Regions from separate parts of the Sus scrofa genome. Here regions 1 and 2 are each linked to region 3. A link is a contact called in public Hi-C and promoter capture Hi-C data. All regions are on one chromosome and are shown on one strand. The core of a region is the stretch at or near the end of the contact, and the rest is flanking DNA. Distances in the headings are between cores, read along the strand shown.

Evidence for each region. Promoter capture Hi-C pulls out the DNA fragments that hold promoters and counts their contacts. A called contact is a pair of places that touch in the nucleus more often than the background predicts.
Region 1: a contact with region 3 is called in a promoter capture Hi-C map of fetal liver, with 3 times the contacts expected there. The contact joins the promoter of C1QTNF5 here to the promoter of CCDC84 in region 3. A contact is called at or near these places in 1 of 5 promoter capture datasets (fetal liver), 2 of 47 Hi-C or Micro-C datasets (heart right ventricle and mesenteric adipose tissue) and 2 of 2 datasets of contacts at active chromatin or transcription factors (alveolar macrophages and skeletal muscle).
Region 2: a contact with region 3 is called in a Hi-C map of liver, with 4 times the contacts expected there. The contact joins the promoter of MCAM here to the promoter of CCDC84 in region 3. A contact is called at or near these places in 1 of 5 promoter capture datasets (fetal liver), 3 of 47 Hi-C or Micro-C datasets (heart right ventricle, liver and mesenteric adipose tissue) and 2 of 2 datasets of contacts at active chromatin or transcription factors (alveolar macrophages and skeletal muscle).

Annotation. Positions count from the first base shown.
Region 1 is chr9:46,548,423-46,551,947 of Sscrofa11.1, forward strand. It overlaps C1QTNF5 (complement C1q tumor necrosis factor-related protein 5), which reads right to left and starts at 1,724. Exons shown (of 3, transcript XM_003129940.3): 1 at 1,544-1,724; 2 at 1,000-1,256; 3 at 1-644. The coding sequence starts at 1,551. The coding sequence ends at 127. MFRP (membrane frizzled-related protein) reads right to left here. Exons shown (of 12, transcript XM_013979475.2): 10 at 3,397-3,525; 11 at 2,730-2,857; 12 at 1,961-2,639. The coding sequence ends at 2,415. LOC110255443 (a long non-coding RNA gene) reads left to right here and starts at 1,859. Exons shown (of 3, transcript XR_002335677.1): 1 at 1,859-1,967.
Region 2 is chr9:46,520,492-46,523,574 of Sscrofa11.1, forward strand. It overlaps MCAM (cell surface glycoprotein MUC18), which reads right to left and starts at 1,600. Exons shown (of 16, transcript XM_005667431.3): 1 at 1,491-1,600. The coding sequence starts at 1,557.
Region 3 is chr9:46,229,142-46,232,603 of Sscrofa11.1, forward strand. CCDC84 (coiled-coil domain containing 84) reads left to right here and starts at 1,269. Exons shown (of 11, transcript NM_001244396.1): 1 at 1,269-1,426; 2 at 1,559-1,722; 3 at 2,146-2,244. The coding sequence starts at 1,307. It also overlaps the pseudogene LOC110255442.

The DNA.
Region 1 (3,525 bases), core at 474-2,973, 320 kb after region 3:
GGAGAGGCCCCCATCCCACCTCTGCAGTCCTACACAACATTCCAGGGGGGCCAGCCCTCCAGGATGATGTGGCCCTCAGTGTCACACCTCGGAGTGAGAGAGCACGGGCTCACTTTCCAGCGGGCATCAAGCAAAGACAGGGGAGCTGTGCCAATCGGAATACACTAGAAATCCAGAGAAGGTGCTGTCTGTCTTGATGCTGGCATAGATGCCAATGTAGTCACCCACGCCCACCTGTACCCACACCTGGTCCTCGGGCTCCAGCCTCACCATGGCGCCCCCGGAGAGCGAGGCTGGCTTGGGCCACCCCCCAAAGAACTGGAAGAAAGAGGCGATGGACTCGCCATTCTTGACCAGATCGAACTGCAGGCTAGCCCTGTAGACGGTGGCGTGGACGGCGAAGTAGTAGACCCCGGGCACCTGGCAGGTGAACTTGCCCGTGACGGCGTCGTAATGTCCCTGCTCGTTCACCAGCACGCGGTCGAAGGGTAGGGGCGCGTCCGATGGCGGTGGCACTCGGCTCTCGGAGCGCTTGGCGCTGAAGGCGGAGCGCGGAGGCACTGAGCACTCGCCCGCAGGCCCCATCGCCCCCACCGGGCCCGCCTCTCCTCGCGGCCCGGGCTCCCCACGCGGCCCCGGGAGGCCTGCGGGGCGTGGGGGAGAAGCGGAGCGGTTAGGGTGTGCCCGCTGCTCCTCCCTCATCCACCCTCAGCCTCCCAGCCACCACTGCCCGGCCGGGGCCGCCTTGCGCCCCAGGGCTCCCTCCCCTCTTCCTACAGGGCTTGGGGCAGATCTGAGGATCCCAGGGGTTGTGGCTCCCGCCGCTGAGTCACCCTCTCCTCTCCCGGCTCTGGGAGCCGCCGGAGTCGGGAGTGGGGGTGGGGTGTGGGACAGGAGCGGCGCCCCCTTGGTGGGAAGATCGAGCCCCGGGCCCGGAGAGCGGAATCGGGCCGGGCTAGCTCCGACGTCCCCACGGATCGCAGCGGAGGCGCCTCTTACCCGGCCTCCCGCCCTCGCCTTTCTCTCCCGGAGCCCCGGGCGCGCCGTCGCGGCCATCGCGGCCGTCGCGGCCGGGCAGGCCCTGGCTGCCGTGGTGGCCCGGCGTGCCAGGAAGGCCGGGGTGCCCTGGGCACAGGCTGGGGATCTTGTTGTCGTCCAGTGGGGGCGAGCCGGCCGCGAGACCCAGGAGCAGCAGGGCGAGGAGCGGCCTCATGGCGCCGGCACGCGGAGCCCAGACGCCGGGGGCCTCTGGTCGTCTGTGGGCCGGGCAGGACAGGAGTCGGGACCCAGAATCCCGCGACAAGCCTCGCTCCCGGCCTCGGCGTGGTCGGCGTGGGACCCACCCCACTGCCATGCGCCTGAGAGAGGCTGAGCGGCCGCGGGAGGATGAAGAACCCGGCGCCCCTAGATCCGAGAACCCCCGGGAGCACCGCGCAGCGGGGAAGGGAGAGGCCGACCCTCCCTCCCCCTCCCCCACGGGCCGGCGCCCAGGCTTTCCCACAGTCCCCTCCCCCAACTCCGTTTCCCCGCCCCCCCCACTCACCCCTCCATCCTGGCTCGGGGGAAGCTCGCGCTCTCTCTGGCCTCCTTTGGGGCGCGCTACTCCGGACCCTCCAGCTGAGCCCTGCTGCCTGCCCTGCACTTCTCTCTAGCCCCTGCCCTCGGCGCCTCCCTGGCCCTGGGTCGTTCCTTGCCGGCTGCTCTGCTCCTCCCAGACTCCAAGAGGAAACCAGTTGTTCAGGGGCCAAGAACCCGGGCTGGGAAATAGCAGGGAAATAACTCGTGGTGTCGCCCGGCGGCCGGCCAAAGTTTGGGAGAGAAAAGAGAGAGAGAGAGAGATTTGAGCCAGGCACAGAGAGGCAGAACCGCGAGAGACAGATGCTCAGGGCGCCTACAACTCCAAGGAGCAGGCAGGAGAGATGGTGCTGTGACAGAGACCAAGGGCAACACTCTAGACCAGGAGAAAGGTAAGATGAGACCTGAGGGTGGAAGGTTCCAGCAGCAGTAGACAAAGCAGCTTCCCAGTGCTCAGAACAGGGCTTGCCATGTAACTAAGCACTCAGTACATTTTTGTTGAGTAAATGAAAATGTCAGAAGGTGAGTGGCGGAGAGCCTGAAAAAGCAGGTAGCAAATTGGGGTCAGAGGCTTGGGTGGGAAGTGGTCCAGATTGTTGGTGGTATAGGTGGTGGAGTCAGGCCAGCTGTTTGCAGCAGCTGGAGCAAGTAAAGGGATGGGGAGGGATCTGGGAAGGTGGGAGGGTCCCATTAGCCCCAAGGACTTCTCTTCCCCTCCCTGGGGAGACCCAGAGGAGATGGGCAGAGTCCCATGCTGGCCCCCTTCCTTTGCTTCTCTGCTTGCCTGCCCTGATAGGCAAAGGAGGATGGGCAGCAGAGGGCAGGGGCCGGCTTCAAGGTCAGGGCTGGGCACAAGACTCCAGGCCAGCTGCCTCGGGCAGCCTGTTGCAGTTGAAGGGCCAGGGGGTGCCCAGGAGTGCCAGGCCAGACTGGCACTGGCGCTCTGCCTCCTGGCAGACAGAGCGGCAAGGGGGAAGGACACTGCCTAGCGGGGTGCAGTGGGGCACAAGCAGCCCGCAAAGGAGCCTCCGGAAATTCTGGTAGCAGGGCAGACTTGTCAGGCTCTGTGGAAGAAGGAGATCAGCCCTCAGGCATCCTGCTCCCCAGGTTCCCTCCCCTTTCTGGGGGTCCCTCATTATCTCTGCGCAGAGCACCTTGTAACCTCTGAGGAGCTCCACCACCTCCTCCTGGGTGGCCATGCCCACCCAGATGTTAGGGAAGGCCGTGGTGTTGTAGCTCAGACCGATGCACATCTCCACCTGGACAGGCTCACAGGCCAGCTCTGCAAGGATGGGAGGGGAGGGTCACTCTGGGGAACACTCACAAGTCACCTAATTGCTCTGTATGGGTCAGATGGGGGTTGTCGTGAGGATCAGAGATAACAGGGAGAGATGCTTTATACATGTTGAGGATTCCTCTTCTCGAGAATGGGCATTATTCGCCAGCCCTGCGCATCAGGGAGCATGGGGCCTCAACATCAGCAGGACTGCTGGGCCTCTGGAAGGAGTGCCCCTCCTCTCACCCACATCTTTGAGGTGGGCCCTGGAGAGGGCTGGTTTGACAAGGCTGGACTGGTTCTTGAAGCTGTCAACTCCCAGATTCCCATTTCCTTTAGGGGTGACCCTAAATGCCTTTGCCCCCATTGGGGGAGAATCCAGGACTTGGTGAAGGGGTCCGGAGTCAGGATAGTGGGTCCCCTGCCCCCGTCAGGGAGGAGAGGGGTGGCTGCTATGAAGTGTGCCAGGGGGTTTCTATACATGGGCATGCAGCCTGTTCAGGCCTGCAGTCCCTGGCTGCGGTGCCCTGGGGGAAGCTCCTCACCTGGGGGTGGGAACAAGGGGCTGCTGCAGTTGTCACCACTGCTCTCTGCACAGTCTCTCCATAAACCACACATCCACTGCAGACTCTTACACCCTGCATCCCGGCAGGAGAGCTCTCCAGGTCCACAGG
Region 2 (3,083 bases), core at 350-2,849, 290 kb after region 3:
CAAGAGGAAGGCCACTTTCCTTCCAGGCCCCCTCCTCTCTGGGTGAGCTCAGACTGTGGGAATGCAAGGCATGTGCCAGGCCTGGGCACACAGGCCCTTTATGTCCCACACCCGGAGAAGACATCACTCTCCCCTTTGCCTCCTCCCTAAATCCCCATAAAAGCCAATGGGCCAACCCTGGCCAGGAGACCCTTATCTCATACTCCCTCAGCAGCACCGCTGTGAACATCCCACACACTCAAGGGACCCCATCTCGGGAGCCTCGTGCGTGTGGAGGGGTCAGAGTCATGGAGGGGCTAGAATCTCTCCCTGAGGTAAGGGCAGGGGTCAGGGCAAGGACCAGGCAGTGAGCAGGAGTGACGTCAGTGGTGCCAGCGTGCTGCCCGCCCCGCGAGGAGGTGATGTCACTCCATACCATCTGGCCGGACTCGGGTGCCTGGGTGGCTGCCCTGGGCTGACAAGCAGAGCAGATGGAGTGGTCTACAACCAGAGCAGAAGCTTGAGATCCCTAGTTCCTTTTCCCCAGAGCTAGAAGGGCAGGGCTGGGTGGGGCTGGACCTTCTGCAGCTGTGGAGCCCGATTTAGCCCTTTCCCCAGAAGGGCTTGGGAGGCAGCAGCCGAGGGTACCCCAGGGGCTGTCAGCACCGGCATGAGGCCACCCTAGTTCCCAGACCTCCCCTTCCCCAGCCAAAGAGAGGCTGGGACCGGGGAAAGGGAGCCAAGAGAAACGCGACACCGCTGCGGGCCATACAAGGGCACCATGAACCTGGGAGCGCCGGGCTCCTGGGCAGTTCCAGAGAAAAACTCCGAGGTGCAAGGGTGCATTTTCCACTTGAATGTGGTCCCATTCCGGGAAGTGTAACAAGTCTGGGCACTTCCGCTCTGGGAATCCTCGATCCTTCGTCCCTGCCACCTGTGATCCCGTCACCCGGGTAGGCGCGAGGCGACCCACACCGCCCTCCAGCCTCTGCCAACGCCCTGCTGGGGCGGGAGCCGCCGTTCCTCCCCCTCTCGCTCACCTCCAGCCTGGCTCAAAGCCCAGGCGGGAGAAGGAGGGGTCGGCGCATCCCCTCCAGCTAAGAGAGCTGCCTTTTCCAGCAACAGGCGAGCGCGGAATTCAGGTTTGGGGGATGCACTGTAGCTGCGTCTCCCGCCAAAGCTCTAAACGCGGGCCCCCAGAAAAAGCACCTGAGGAAAAGCTCTCCACAGAACCCAAGAGACTCGGCCCACCCCTTCCCGCTCCAAGAAGCAGCCCCCCGCCTTTCCAATTAGGCTCCCAGGACGGTCTGGAATAGAGCTGCAAACTGGTTGCAAAGAAGAGTTGCACGCGCGCAAGGCGCTCGGTGCCCGAGACTTGGGGAGGAGGAGCGCACGCCGCAGTGCAAAGCCCGGGTCCCCGTCTCGATGCCGGCTCTGCTCCCGGGCACGCTCCGCCGAAGATTCCCGGGCCAGGCCGTTCGGGGCGCGGGCCCCCCAGCTAGTTCACTCACCCGCAACGCGGCGACAGCAGCAGCAGGAGGCTAGCAGGAAGGCACAGATGAGCCCGGACGTCCCCATGCTTCCCGGCCGGAGGGCGAGAGCCAAGTGAGGGAGCTCGCGGCTGCCGGGGCTGACGTCAGGGGGGCGGGGGAGGGGGCCCGGAGCGCCGGGGCCGGCCTGCCACGCCCCGCGCAGCCCCCCGCGCCCCCCCGCCCAGCTCGCCGCAGCCCTAGGGGGCGGGCCCGGCGCCGAGATGCCCGGAGCTTTGCTGCGGGACCGCGCGGCGCGAGGGGAGGCCGGAGCCCGCCTCCCAGCTCCCAGCTGGGGAACCGAGAGGGGGCGGCGACAGGTGTCTCCCGGCCGGACTGCCCAGCCGAGACGGCAACGTGGGGAAGCTGGCACGGATGCTCGAAGTCCCACCGCTTCAGATCCCGCCGCGCTCACCCCGGCTCAGCCCCCGCCCATCCGTGTAGCCCTGGGGGACCTCCTGGCGGAGAAGCCACTGACCTGGTCCTTGGCGTCCGGATGGGGGCCTCCCTCCCATTCCATTCCTCTCCCTGCCTCCTCCTCCGCCTCTCCGGACCCCTGCCACAGAGAACGATTGCACCACGGCGGCTGCCGCCGGCCTGGCATTGCAGTCCTGGCAGCTTTGAGGGAAGAACCGTAGGCCCAGGTCCACAGACCCAGAGGTGCCTTTACTGGGGCGTGGAGATGGCGCTCTAAGGGCTGTCCCTTCATTCCCAGCTCTTGTAAGTCCGTCTTTACCTAGAGGAAGGAAGGAGGGGCCGGATTCCCAGGCCCAGGGTTGTCCCACTTGTCCAGGCCCCGGCCTCCGTCTTGAGACGTCTGCTTCTGCCCTCTGCACTCATCGAGCCTAGTCCCACTCACTCTCGCCTCGCCTGAGTGAGGAAGAGGGGAGGGAAGAGAGTACATGGGTGTGAGGTCTCCAGCTTGACCCCCATTGTCTTTTGCTGTGCGGGAGGGTTGAAAGGACCCCTGCAGCGGGACTCTGCCCCTTCCACCAGGCCTCTCAAGCCCCCTGTTGCTGCGGCTCAGCTGCTGCCAGGAAGGGTTTGGAGCAGGAATCAGCAGGAACCTCAGGCTGCCCGGCCTGAGTGAGATCTGCCACACAGCCAGGTGAGGGGAACCCGGTAGCCCCCTTCGTCCCAAACCTTGGGTCTTCTGGCCTCTTGAACTAAAAGTGAGAGTGGACCCTTGCATCAGAGACCCCCCCCCCCCGCCCAGTCCCCTATCCCTGGGAAAGGGGTCCACATCTGCTGGGACTCCTTCAACAAGGAGGGTCCAAAGGGAGCCTGGGGTAGAGTCCAACTGGCTGGCAGGGCAGCCTGCTGCTGGTTGGGGGAGGAGCAGAATGAGGCAGCAAATGCCAGAGATGGGCAGGTGACTTGAGAGGATGCTCTGGGATAGTGTTTTGATGACAAAGAGATGACACTCGAACCACATCAGCCCTTTCTTTCGGAACCTTAGCGGAACCTTTGCTGACCCCCTCCTCCGTCTCCGTTAGTGGCCAGAGGCCATGGCAAGCCAGCCAGGCCAGAGGCTGGAGCCTGGGGTGGGGGGCGGTCGGGGGATTGAGAAGAGGA
Region 3 (3,462 bases), core at 19-2,518:
CTAGATCCTTAATCCACTGAGCCACCAGAGAACTCCACCGTTAACAAATCTAAGGAAAGCTAGGGACACCATACCAGCTTTATTTGCTCATCTTTCAAGTAAGGTCTGGGCTAGGACCCAGTCTTTTTTTTGGAGGGAGCTCTAGGGTAGAGATGATAGTCTGGGGATTTTAGCCCTGTGAAGGAGCAATTTACCTTAGGTCTGAAAGGAGATAGGAAGGCAGTTGACTCTGGGAGAAGTGGCTTATGAAGAATTAGTAAAATTCCTCTAGATTAGCAGGTTTACCGTTTTTTGTTTTTTGGGTTCCTTTTACTGCACCCTGGGCAGGCGGAAGTTCCCAGGTCAAGGATTGAAGCTGCACCACAGTAGAGACCAGAACTCTGGGTCCTTAACTTGCTGTGCTATAAGGAAACTCCGAGCATGTTTACAGATTAAAAATGTCTTCTCTTAGCAATGATTCTGCAACCTTTTTGGCTTTGCCATTACATCTTTACAGGAGCAATGCTCAGAACACCCCATGGTGGTATGAGTGTGATTAGGTCTCAGATTAGGCCTTCAGTTTGTGTTCCCAACAGCCAGCTGGTACTGCCTCTGCCACTTTACACCTGTGCAACCTTCCATAGAATTACTTCCTCCTTCACGCCTCAGTTTCCTGCTTGCAAAATGCCAGTAAGGATAGTCATCCCATTGGGTTATTCTGAGGATTACATGAGGTAGTTTTTTGGGGGGGTTTGCAATTTTTTTGCTTTAGCATATGGAAGTTCCCAGGCTAGGGGGTCCAATCAGAGCTGTAGCTGTTAGCCTACAGGATCCGAGCCGTGTCTGCCACCTACATCACACCTCACGCCAACCGGATCCTTAACCCGTTGAGCAAGGCCAGGGATGGAACCCGCGTCCTCATGGATCCTAGTCAGGTTCATTACCCGCTGAGCCACGAAGGGTCCTCCTACGTGAGGTAGTTAACAAAAGCTTTGGACACACACTGAGCACCCTATTAAACACTAGTTATGATTGTTACATTGTCTGTATTGGTCCTTGTCTGTGTCCCAACCTGCGCGCTCTTTCCCCGCATCTGCACAAGCGAAATCGACCACCTCATCCGAACACACAGCACTAGGTGACTAGACGACTGGCTGGGTTTGCGCGCCGTGAGGCAGCCAGGAGAAAACCCGCGCAGCCGCAGAAGGGCTTGCAGTGGCGCCTGCCCTCCACTGGGGGCAGATGGGTTCGCCCCGCCCCCTAGAGGTCAGAGGTCACCGGACGGCAAAGGAGCAGCTCCGCATCGCGGATCCCGAGTCCCGCGCCGATGGCGCCGGCGCAGCGCTGCCCTCTTTGCCGCCAGACTTTCTTCTGCGGTCGCGGGCACGTCTACAGCCGCAAGCACCAGCGGCAGCTGAAGGTGGCTTTGGAGCGGCTCTTGCCGCAGGTGCGGACAGGAGGCCGGAGGGGACCATGGAAGCCCGGGGGCGGGGATGCGAGCGAGCAGGGAGGGCCGGAGGGCTTGGGATCTGAAAGTCCCGCCGGGGTTCCACTTAGCCTCTCCCCCTTTCTGCCACAGGTAGAGGCTGCCCGCAAGGCGATCCGCGCCGCTCAGGTGGAGCGTTACGTGCCCGAGCACGAGCGCAGCTGCTGGTGCCTGTGCTGCAGTTGTGAGGTGCGGAAACACCTGAGCCACGGAAACCTGACCGTGCTGCACGGGGGGCTCCTGGAGCATCTGGCCAGGTGAGCGCCGTGTCAGGAGCCGCATAACAAAATCGAGCACACTTGTGGAAGGGAGGGTTTGGGGTGGGTGAGAGGAAGAACGCTTTTGTGATTTGATCAGGGTAGATAATTGAATCCTCTTATAGGCATCAAGGGTAGCAAGTTTATGGCTGCCATGGTCCCAGTGGTGTTGGAGGTCTAGCTCGAAAGCCAGCTGAGCAGCTGCCTCAGACAAGGTTGCTGCCCATCACTTCCTCTCAGATTCTTCCATTTTTATTGGGAGGAGACTGGAGATGCTGGAAGAGACTACTAACAGCATACATCTCTCAGCCTTGCCCAGAGGCAGAAACCCAGACGTCAATTTGCATTATTTATTTAATGCCTATATATCTGAGTAATATTCTTTAATCTCTCATTGAGATTACTTATCCTCTCCAACCTCAGCCCAGAGCACAAGAAAGCAACCAACAAATTCTGGTGGGAGAACAAGGCTGAGTTCCAGATGAAAGAGAAGTTTCTGATCTCCCCCCAGGATTATGCACGGTAAGTCCCTGGTTATGAATGATTAAGTGGCAGAGTGTGGATTTTCTGGGTCTGTGTTAGGTACTGGAGCTTCGTCTATTCATTAGAAGTATGGTGGACCTCATTAGTATCCATTTTCTTCGTAGCACTCATTCTAGGCACTATTTTGGACACAAAAAAACTATGACAGAGTCCTTGAAAGGTTTATAATCTAGTTAGGGCATGGGATTTAGTGTATTGAGCCAATAGAGAACAGCATGTAATGAAAGTTGGCAGTAAGCAATTACTTAATGTGTGACAGAGAGACTACTAAGGTCCTTTAGGAACAGAAGAGGCTATTTTCTTCCTTTTTTCCATTCTCCTTTATTCTAAAAACACCTAGTTTGTTGCAACCTCATAGATCAAAAAATAAAGTCAGAAAAGGGTGTGGGGAAGATCTTTGTAATGTGCAGGGGTTGGGAAAGGAGAAACGGTTGGTAACCCGTCCTCTCCTTGCACACGCAGCCCTGGCTAGGCAGTAGGGGATCTGAGAAGGAAATAGGCAAAGATCTAGGGTTGCTGAGGGTTGGAGGCGGCCCCTAAACACAGAGCTTACCCCAAAAGCCCCTTCAGTGCATGACAGGGAAGATGAGATTCAGAGATGGAAGCAGCAAACAGAAAAATCAAGTTAGCAGTTACACAGGAGAAGTGGAGTCATTATGGTAAGGAGCTTAAAGAAGGAAAAACTAGGTAAAGGGGCAATGAGAAGTTCTCCTTGAGACAACCCCCACCCCACCCCACCCCCGCAAGGGGGAAAGAGAGGTAGGAGCCAGTTTGCCTGTTAACTTAATATTAAATTGGGAGTGGGAGTTAACAAGGAAAGTTATTTCAGGGGATGATTTCTCACCCTGTACAAGAGAAGCTGAGGGGCCAGGCCCGGCCCCTCACTAGTCAGCATGGTGGTGGGATTATGGGGAGGGGGAGTCCTCAGGGCCCTGTATAGCTGGGCAGGGAGGCCCTTCAGCCCTTCATCCCACATCCCTTGAAGCCTTGTGCCAGTGAAATTCCAGAGGGCACTGCTGCCAGAATCGGGATGTCTCCCTCTGCCATTCATTGTTAAATGTGGCCTCACTCTCATCCAGGATGTAATCCTGCTGCTTCTCCTGGTCTCCTGTGCGGTGGTTTCAGGGAGCACTGGAGGATGTGAGCCTGGTCTCGGAAGTGACGTCCCATGGACATCTGCTCCAGTCCACTGTCCGA